3 separate regions of the Mus musculus genome follow, and regions 1 and 2 are each linked to region 3. Evidence: chromatin contacts called from public HiChIP or PLAC-seq and promoter capture Hi-C data. All regions are on one chromosome and are shown on one strand. Each heading gives the region's core, a stretch centred on a gene start, on an enhancer-like site or on the middle of the called end of the contact. The rest is flanking DNA. Distances are from core to core; before and after follow the strand shown. Region 1 holds the start of Lrrc52 (leucine rich repeat containing 52). Region 2 overlaps Gm34207 (a long non-coding RNA gene). Region 3 holds the start of Rxrg (retinoid X receptor gamma).

Region 1 (2,700 bases), core at 173-2,672, 130 kb before region 3:
GGGGATGTGACACACTGGGGTACTAAAGGAACCACTGCAGAGAGGGTTGCCTCAGTGGCAGCACCTAGCTTGGAACTCTCCCCAGGTAAGTCTATAACACCGGACTCTCCCAGCTTGGCACTTTCCTGTGAGCTCAGCATTTTGAAACAAGTCTATCAAAGGCTTTCCTTCTGTCCTCTGTCTTTTGCTGTCCCCGAGGCTCCTGTGCACCCCACCCCTGCCACACCCGTGGAACATTCCCTGAGCCCTGTTGGATTCTCCCTCACCTGTGAAGGACTGAATTTATTTTAGACCCTGGAAAAATTCAGTCACGGCATTAATCAGATTAACACAGTTTACCCAGGGGAGCCCAGTGCCCTTGAATTACTTTGTAACTTTACAATTACAGTACACATTTTGTATCATTTACATACACATTTTGTTGGCTACAATTCTGCAAATTATGTAATATGTACCGGTTTTATGGAATGGAAAACAGGTGCAGAGAAATGAGATTTTTCTAAAGGCACAGGAGTGGTAGGTGACATGTTTGAGTTCTGAATTCTCATTCTAGAACTATTGCTATTAAGCATTATTGCCTCTCCAGTCAACCCAAGGAGGGGGCCGGGCCAAACAGTGACGGTACTTTTTAACCATCTCACACAGCTTTCCCTCCATCCCGATCATCTTTTGACTACCCCTCTCAGAAACCAGTCCCTCCCATGGCATGGCACCCACTGCCAATCAACCCCTTACCTGGGTGGTCCATATGGGACACTAATAAGTGGATGGTGAAGTCCAGGAAGGAGCAGTTGCATATCCAGGGGTTCCCACTTAGGTACAGAGTCTGGAGCACCACCAGGTGGTGGAAGCCATTATGGTCGATGATGTGCAATCCGGTGTTTCTGAGGTCCAGGTACCTCAAAGACGTGGTGTTGGCAAAGACGTATTTGTCAAGATACAACAGGTGAGGGTTGTGTGAAATGTTCAGCCGCACCAGGTTGGTGAGCACTGAGAAGCTGAAAGGGGAGATGGAAGTTAGGTTGTTGGAGCTGAGGTCAAGGTAGATGAGTCTGAAGATCCCGATGAAGGTATAATCCATCACCTCTCGAATCCGGTTGTTCTGACAGTCCAAGTAAACGAGGTCACTGAGGAATCCCAGCTGCAAAGCTGGTAAACTAGTGATTTTGTTATTGTTCAGGTATAGTCTCCGGGTGTTCAGAGGAATATCAGCTGGGTATTCCGTTAGGTGCAAATCTATGCAGGCTACTTCTTGGTCTTGACACACACACTTGTTTGGACACTTGGACCCTGATACCAACCCCATTCCAAGAGAAAAGAGTAACAACTTGGAGCTAGGGCCTGAAGCAAGGGACATAGTAAGAAGCCAAGGTTCCCCTCCTTCTACCTTCCTGAGGGCGGGTACAAGCTGTCCTTCTGATCTGAAGGCTGCCGAGGGGTGGGGCAGGGCAGGGGATGGGTGCTGGAAAAAACTGTAACACTCTAGCTTTGTGCAAAGCAATTTTCCATTACAGGAGAACTGAACAGAAGTTGAAACACGAGGCCCAGTGCCCTGCTGCCGGCTTGGTGGCTCTGCTACTTGCTCAGTCCGAGTGCTGTTGGAAGCTCGCCCACTTGGCAGCTCTGAAAGGTCTCACCCTTTCCCTGCCTTTGTAAGTGAAGGGGAGCCAGGGGAGAACCGCATGACAATGAGGTTGCCAGTTGACACTTTTGTGATGTCAGCAGCCTCGGGAGACTCTGAGGCAGAGGGAGAGAGGTTTCTCACCTCTCCTTCTGGGTGGTCAGGGGTGTTTTGTGTATGTAGGTAAGCTTGCTCTCTGGAGGAGTCAGGCATGCAGGTGTGGGGGGAACACACATGAGGGCCCTGTGTGCAGGTGTGTGCCAGGGCATTCTTGGAGTGTTCATATCAGCTCCACACGGAGGTGTCAGAGAGGATTTGGCCAGATATAAGCCCTTAGTCCATTCCTAGTGGGAACCTGGGATGTCTCCAGCCCTATCATCCTTTCTGGTGATCAGCTTTTAGAGCAGACCGTTTCCTGGTTTCTAAATTTTGAGGGATGTCAGTTGTTTTTAGAAGATAGGAAAGGGGTTTGCCTCTTTTGTAATAAATCCTCTGATAAGGTGAGACTCTTAAGATTTTATTTCTAGGTTTTATACATCCTTGTCTACATTTGGATTGTGTGTGTATGTGTGTGTGTGTGCACACATGCATGTACACATTCTTATTTTAAAAAGACTTTTTTGAACAGTAAGTTATTCCCCTTAAAACAAAGCCCAAACGCAGAATAAAAACCTGTGAGTGTGATAATATGAATCATTTCTTATGACTTGTGTTTTTCAAGGAGTTTAAACACAGCGAGTACAGGTCTAGTGTTTCTACTGTGAGTTTCTGCTCATTAAGTGCTTGACAGATGAAAGGAGTCTCTAGAGGAATGGGGTCTGGGGTGTATAACTCTCTCTGTGGGGGAAGGCATGAGGTCAGAAATGAAGATGAAGCACCTCAGGAGTTAAAATGGGTTATTTATGGAAAGCAGTACCTTATTCTTTAAAAACCTTCACATATAATGTAGGTGGGAATATTAATAGCTCAATGAAACTTGTATTTAGCTTAGCATAGCGCCTGGCACTAGGCATTTAATAAATACTTATTGAATGAATGATGCGTGAATGTCTCTGATGGCTTGCTTCCTTTTCTTGCTT
Region 2 (2,700 bases), core at 166-2,665, 160 kb before region 3:
ACTTACCAGACTCTTCTCTCACTCCTCTCTGCGCTTTTCTTCAAGTAATCCCACACAGAACTGTGGTCGGACTCAGCCACTCTCGAGTGATTCTGATTTCAGCATATTTGGCTCAGAGTCCCACGTGTGCTGCCAGTGTCGGCCCTGTGGATCTGCTCAGGGTGGCTCTGCTGTTATGTCTGAGTATAATAAAGCAGCAATTCTGGCCTCCCTAAGTTCCTCCTAGGACCACACCACTCAACTGTATCCTTTTAACGACTTTCCACAGTTTTTAGGATAGAGATCGAATCTTTTTTATGACGTGATCCGTTTTTTTTTTCCGTCTCTCATTTGTATGACTGTTTCACTGCCTGTAATATGGCTACAGTGTTCTCTTCTTTCACCCCCTTAAGTGTGGCATGCTCCTCTTTGCTGCTGTACCTTGGGGCTTTGCACATGATTCCCTGTTCAGAAAGTTCTTACCCTGACCTCCACTCTTAAAGCATCAGCTCTGACGTCTCCTGCCTGGTGAAGTCCTCTCTCCCTTCTCCAGGCTGGGAGAGTTGGTTTGCTTTGCTTTCTTTTCGTAGTCTAAAAAGCTTATGTGCACAACACACACACATATGTAATTATACTAATAATATATGTACATATATACACATATATACATAGTGCATATTTTGCTACCATTTCCTTGTGTGACTCTTCACCTGGGTTGCAAGGTCACAGGGGAGGTTCTGCCTCATTCTCCATTAAAAAAAAAATCATTAAAAAGTTTTAAGTCAGCATGTAATAATTGTATAAATTATTGATTTCAGAGTTCTTCACCAAATCTTTCTTTGAAGGAGTGAACTGACTCTCTTGCCAGATGTTCTGGAATTGAGGTTGAGCAAGCCTGGCGCTTCCATGGTACATATGCAAGAGGGAACTGGATCTGGGCAGCCGAGAAAGCTCATGATCTCCTCAAAGCCACCAAGTTTTTAAGGACCTACTTTTTGGGCCTGGACTAGATTTGTCTTTCATACAAAGAATCTCTTGACTGTAACGTTACAGTCTGAGTTCAGCCCCTATTTCGCTTGAGAGAAAATGAACATGACAGAGATTAGTAATGCGCTCAGGTTCACAGAGCCCCAGAGGAAATGCCCATGTCAATACCGCCGCTGCTCGCTGTGGTGAATTTCTTCCTGCTTGCATTGGGTGGGGATAAGGGGTTAAGACTAGATTAGCCTAAGGAGATTTTCTGTGGGAACAGTAATCCAGAGAAGCTTCTTAGTGGGAGACTCTCGGGGTTCAGTCTGTTGCCACAGACTGTCTTGTGTGCCACAATCTAGGGAGAGTGGTAGGGAGCTGCTGGCATGTGCCCTGCCTGGCCTTTACCAACTTCAGAAGAGGTAAATAAAGAAGAATTACAAGCCATCAGCAATTTCTGAGAGAGGCCAGATCAAAGGGACAACAGGCCAGGTTTAGTGAGTGCTAATTGGGAACGAGCCCAGAGTCACTAAAATGAGTTCAGGGAGTGATGTGCAATTAGCCACCAAGTTGTATACCTGTGTGTATTGTTCTTATACGTTAACCCCTTGGCCTAAATAATTGGTCTGCTTAAGAAGCCAGCCCACCTACATCCTTTCATCATTAGTCTCTTGTCAAACACTTAGTTCTGCCTACAATTTCCCCATAATCTCAGTGGCTCTTCAGTGCTATCTGAACTATTATTGCCAGTGCACAGTTTCCACCATCTGGCTTCTTGCAAAGAACCCATAAGCCTTTTAAAGCCTTAATAACAATTCTTTAGGTGCGCTGTAACAAATCTATTGGCTTTTAACTAGAATGTTAGGGGACAGCAGCTAGAAGGGAGTGAGATAGGATCTTACAAAATCAAATTTGGAAAGCAGATCTGAAAAGGAAATGAGAGAGAGAGAGAGAGAGAGAGAGAGACAGAGACAGAGACAGAGAGAGACAGAGACAGAGAGAGACAGAGAGAGAGAGAGAATATGTATGTATGTGCTGGTAGAGGAAATATCACACATGGAGGTCCTGGATGATAAGCACTAATGTCTTTCCAGCTGTAAGTCACTAAGGGGAGTTAACACTCTGCTCTGCTTCACTCTAAGATGCCATAATTCACAGGTGTTAGATTTCATGTAGCCAACACCCCCACCAATCCATATAGCAAAGTTTTAAGCTAATCAGACTAACATGTCACCTCTTTGTGTTTGTGCATGTGTTCATGTATGTGTGGGCATGTGTGTGTGTGTGTGTTCGTGTCCACAAGTGTACATTCATGCCCATGTGTGTGGGAACCAGATAATAGAGACAGAGATACTGTGTTTCCCTTTGTCACTCTCTGCCTTTTTTTCTAGAGATAGAATCCGTTAATGAACGTGAAGCTCACTGAGTTTTTGCTAGCCTGGTTACTTGCAGTCCCATTTTCCCCCGCTTGCCCACCCCATCCTGGGGTTACATGCATGAGCAACCACACCCATCTTTTTGATGTTTGTGATGGGCATCCGAGCTCAGGTCCTCATGCTTGTGTTGCAGGTGTTCTTATCCACCGAGCCATCTCCTCAACCCCAGGACTGCTTGTTTTAATGTGCATTTATTTGGTTTCTGGTGAGAGTAAATATATCTTTGTGTGCTTGCTGCAAATGATCTGTTTCTGCCCCTGTTTCTGTTAAGGGTTCTCAATTTTCCTTTCAGTCTTCAGCTGTCTCTTGAACATTC
Region 3 (2,700 bases), core at 129-2,628:
TAGAAATGGCATTATTAGAAACAAGGTGTGTGTGTGTGTGTGCGCACATGTGCGTGTGTGTTTGGCGTATGTATGTACACAAGGGTGCATACCCATACACACAAATGCAGAAGGCAGCAAAAGGATGCCAGGTGTCTTCCCGCTCTGTCCCAGTCTCCCTGTGAACCCAGAGCTCACCATTTCTTCTTCAGCTAGGCTGATGGCTAGCCAGTCCATCCATCAATCCTCCTGACTCCCCTCCCCTCCCCACTGCTGGGGTTGTAGGTACACGTGGCCACATTTGACTGTGTTCCATGGGGTGGGTGTGGGGTTCTGAACTCAGATCGAGAAACATGCCCATCAAACATTCTTAGTCGCTGAGCCATTTCCCCAGCCCCCTCTCTATGTCTTGAAATCTTAATGATACATGGATGGTCTGGAAAAACCAGGAGCATCTAGGGAAGGCATGACTAGTTGACATGATAGATCGTTCAGATGATCCAGTGACAAACTCCATAGGCGGCTGTTCTGTGGCTGAGATCCTGCACAAAGACGCGTCATCGAGAGGAAATCGGTTGTTGAATTGCTCTCTAGAGATGGGATGGGATGGGGTGGGATGGGAGTGAGTTCCCAACATTAAGGTGTTCAGGTATAGCCTGAGCGGTGCTTTCTCAGAGAATCTGAACAACAGACCCAAAAAATCAAAGGGTCTTACACTTTCCACTGTGAGTTGGTTGGCTCTAACCAAGGGAATCTCGGTGTCAGTGAGGATGCTGGGACCATCTTTGAGCAGATGGCACAATGATGCTGCTCAAGGTGAAGTTATTCCCCCAGTGAAACATCAGAGTGGGTACCACTCTGTGGAGGCAACATCCCCTTCCTACCTGTAGGTAAGGCTCCCTGTGAACCTGCTGTGTGAGCTTCAATTGTTAGAGTCCAGACCACTGTTGCTGGCCACCCAAGCAGGAGGGGCCCAATCCAAATCTAAAGGCTGCTCTATTTTAGTTTTTCCGTCTTTGGGCATCTAGTCTCATGCTTTTCTAATTTCGTGCCTTATGAAAGGGCTCTGTTCTCTCTTGGCCCCCAACCCCCGCCCCCTTTCACAGATCAAATAACAAGTGCACTGGACAGAGAGGAGCCAGAGTGAGAAAATGCATTTTAATAAAACCCCATTGATTTTTTTTTGTGGGTGCGAGTCAAGGAAAAGGCACCTAAAGAGTCTTTATCGCCTGCCATCTCCCCCTCCTTTTCTCCTGACCCACTAGGGCAGTCACACATCGATTGGTTCCCAGCTAATAGATTGTGCCACCCGGTAGGAACCTCTGGGGACTAGCGGGGAGCTGGAAGAGTCGCTCACAGCAGCCCAACCCAGAGTTAATCAAACTAGCAACAGGATCTCAGGCGCAGTGGTGGCGGCGGCGGCGGCGGCGGCAGCAGTAGCAACAGCAGCAGCGACGGCGGCGGCAAGAGGCAAGGAGAGGTAGCAGCGGCGGCAGCATTATGCGTGATTACTGACAGGCACCAGCTGCTGCGGCCGCCACAGCCTCTCAACACTATGTGGACTCTCGGATCTAGAGGCAGATTCCTGACTAATCCCAGAGGGCTGGCCCAGCCTGCGCTCTCCCGGCTGCTAGCAAGCGATGGCCACTCTTGTTAGCCCAAGTTGACGGAAGCCCGGCTGTGCCTGGGAGCCGAGAGAGAGAGAGAGAGAGAGAGAGAGAGAGAGAGAGAGAGAGAGAGAGGCTGTACTCTTCAGAAGCGCAGCAGAGGAATGAACTGAGCAGCCAACATGTATGGAAATTATTCCCACTTCATGAAGTTTCCCACCGGCTTTGGTGGTAAGGACCTCACTTGGGCTTCACCGTCTTGAGTGTGAACCTGTCCGGGAGAGGCCGGGGAGGAAACGGGATAAACGTAGCTTGGAATCGGAAGGCCAGCGTGCATGTTCATATGCATGTGTAGTGGGTACACGGCGCGTTTCGTGGGTGCTTGTCCATGCAGAAGACAGAATGGTCCCAAGGTGAAGGCATGTTTGCATATCAGAAGAAGGTCCTGGGATATTTATGAGAGTCTGAACCAGCGTGTTGGAAAGGGTTTGAAACAAAGCTTTGCTACAACCCCACATGTCTGTGTGGGTGTGAAAAGTGAGAGTGAGGGAAATTGCTAAGATGTACCTATTATTTAATTTAATTTGTAATGAGGGGGGAAAAGTGATGTAAAAGGTTTTGCTTGGGCAAAAAGTCCCGGAAATACTTTACAACAAGGGCAAGGTTGTTTTTACTTAAAAGCTCGTTTCTTTACAGTTGGATTTTCAGAAGGGAAACATAGCCCTTTAATTTGCCACACTGTTTCCTCCCTGCTTTCTTCCCTTTTGATTTGCTAATAACCTCTTCTCTCCTCCCCTGCTGCTGCCCCCAATTCCACAGCAAGGGTTGCTGTCTTCATTTCCGCCCTGGGGGTCGAGATCTAGGGCTGGGGGTAGGGAAGGCCAGGTTCTGAGAACCTACAAACTGTGGCTCCACATAGCCCAGCCAGGCAGGGGAGTCCCTCACTTCCCGCGGAAGCTTCAGGAGGCTGAGTTCACTCACTGGCTGCCTTCATGCCAGGGCATCTGTCCTTAAGGACCCCTCCCATCAGGGACAGGAGTAGCCCAGACACCCATCCACGTGTAAATGCAACCAGCAGCCAAACCAACTGACTTCTCATGTGTCTAGAGGTGGC

The links. Promoter capture Hi-C pulls out the DNA fragments that hold promoters and counts their contacts. HiChIP or PLAC-seq counts read pairs in DNA pulled down with a chosen protein or histone mark.
Region 1: a promoter capture Hi-C map of neural stem cells shows a contact between it and region 3. The contact joins the promoter of Lrrc52 here to the promoter of Rxrg in region 3. A contact is called at or near these places in 21 of 39 promoter capture datasets (the 3T3-L1 cell line, 3T3-L1-derived adipocytes, the HPC-7 cell line and 14 more), 3 of 484 Hi-C or Micro-C datasets (cortical neurons, cranial neural crest and reprogramming fibroblasts), 4 of 115 datasets of contacts at active chromatin or transcription factors (craniofacial prominence, embryonic forebrain, forebrain and 1 more) and 4 of 9 other capture datasets (adipose tissue, liver, macrophages and 1 more).
Region 2: a contact with region 3 is called in an H3K4me3 HiChIP or PLAC-seq map of embryonic limb bud, with 3 times the contacts expected there. The contact joins the enhancer-like site here to the promoter of Rxrg in region 3. A contact is called at or near these places in 7 of 39 promoter capture datasets (3T3-L1-derived adipocytes, HPC-7-derived erythroid cells, cranial neural crest and 4 more), 16 of 115 datasets of contacts at active chromatin or transcription factors (SST interneurons, craniofacial prominence, embryonic basal ganglia and 10 more) and 3 of 9 other capture datasets (embryonic stem cells, liver and pancreatic islet).

Annotation. Positions count from the first base shown.
Region 1 is chr1:167,465,358-167,468,057 of GRCm38.p6, forward strand. It overlaps Lrrc52 (leucine rich repeat containing 52), which reads right to left and starts at 1,423. Exons shown (of 2, transcript NM_001013382.3): 1 at 736-1,423. The coding sequence starts at 1,357.
Region 2 is chr1:167,437,231-167,439,930 of GRCm38.p6, forward strand. All of the region lies in intron 1 of Gm34207 (a long non-coding RNA gene), which reads left to right. Among named protein-coding and RNA genes, the nearest start is that of Gm34207, 15 kb to the left of the region's middle. Within about 2 kb of position 1,416, at least 2 of the 459 cell types and tissues checked have an H3K27ac peak or open chromatin away from gene starts, as enhancers often do. A contact at or near this core is called in embryonic limb bud, where this site is marked.
Region 3 is chr1:167,596,984-167,599,683 of GRCm38.p6, forward strand. Rxrg (retinoid X receptor gamma) reads left to right here and starts at 1,379. Exons shown (of 10, transcript NM_009107.3): 1 at 1,379-1,817. The coding sequence starts at 1,769.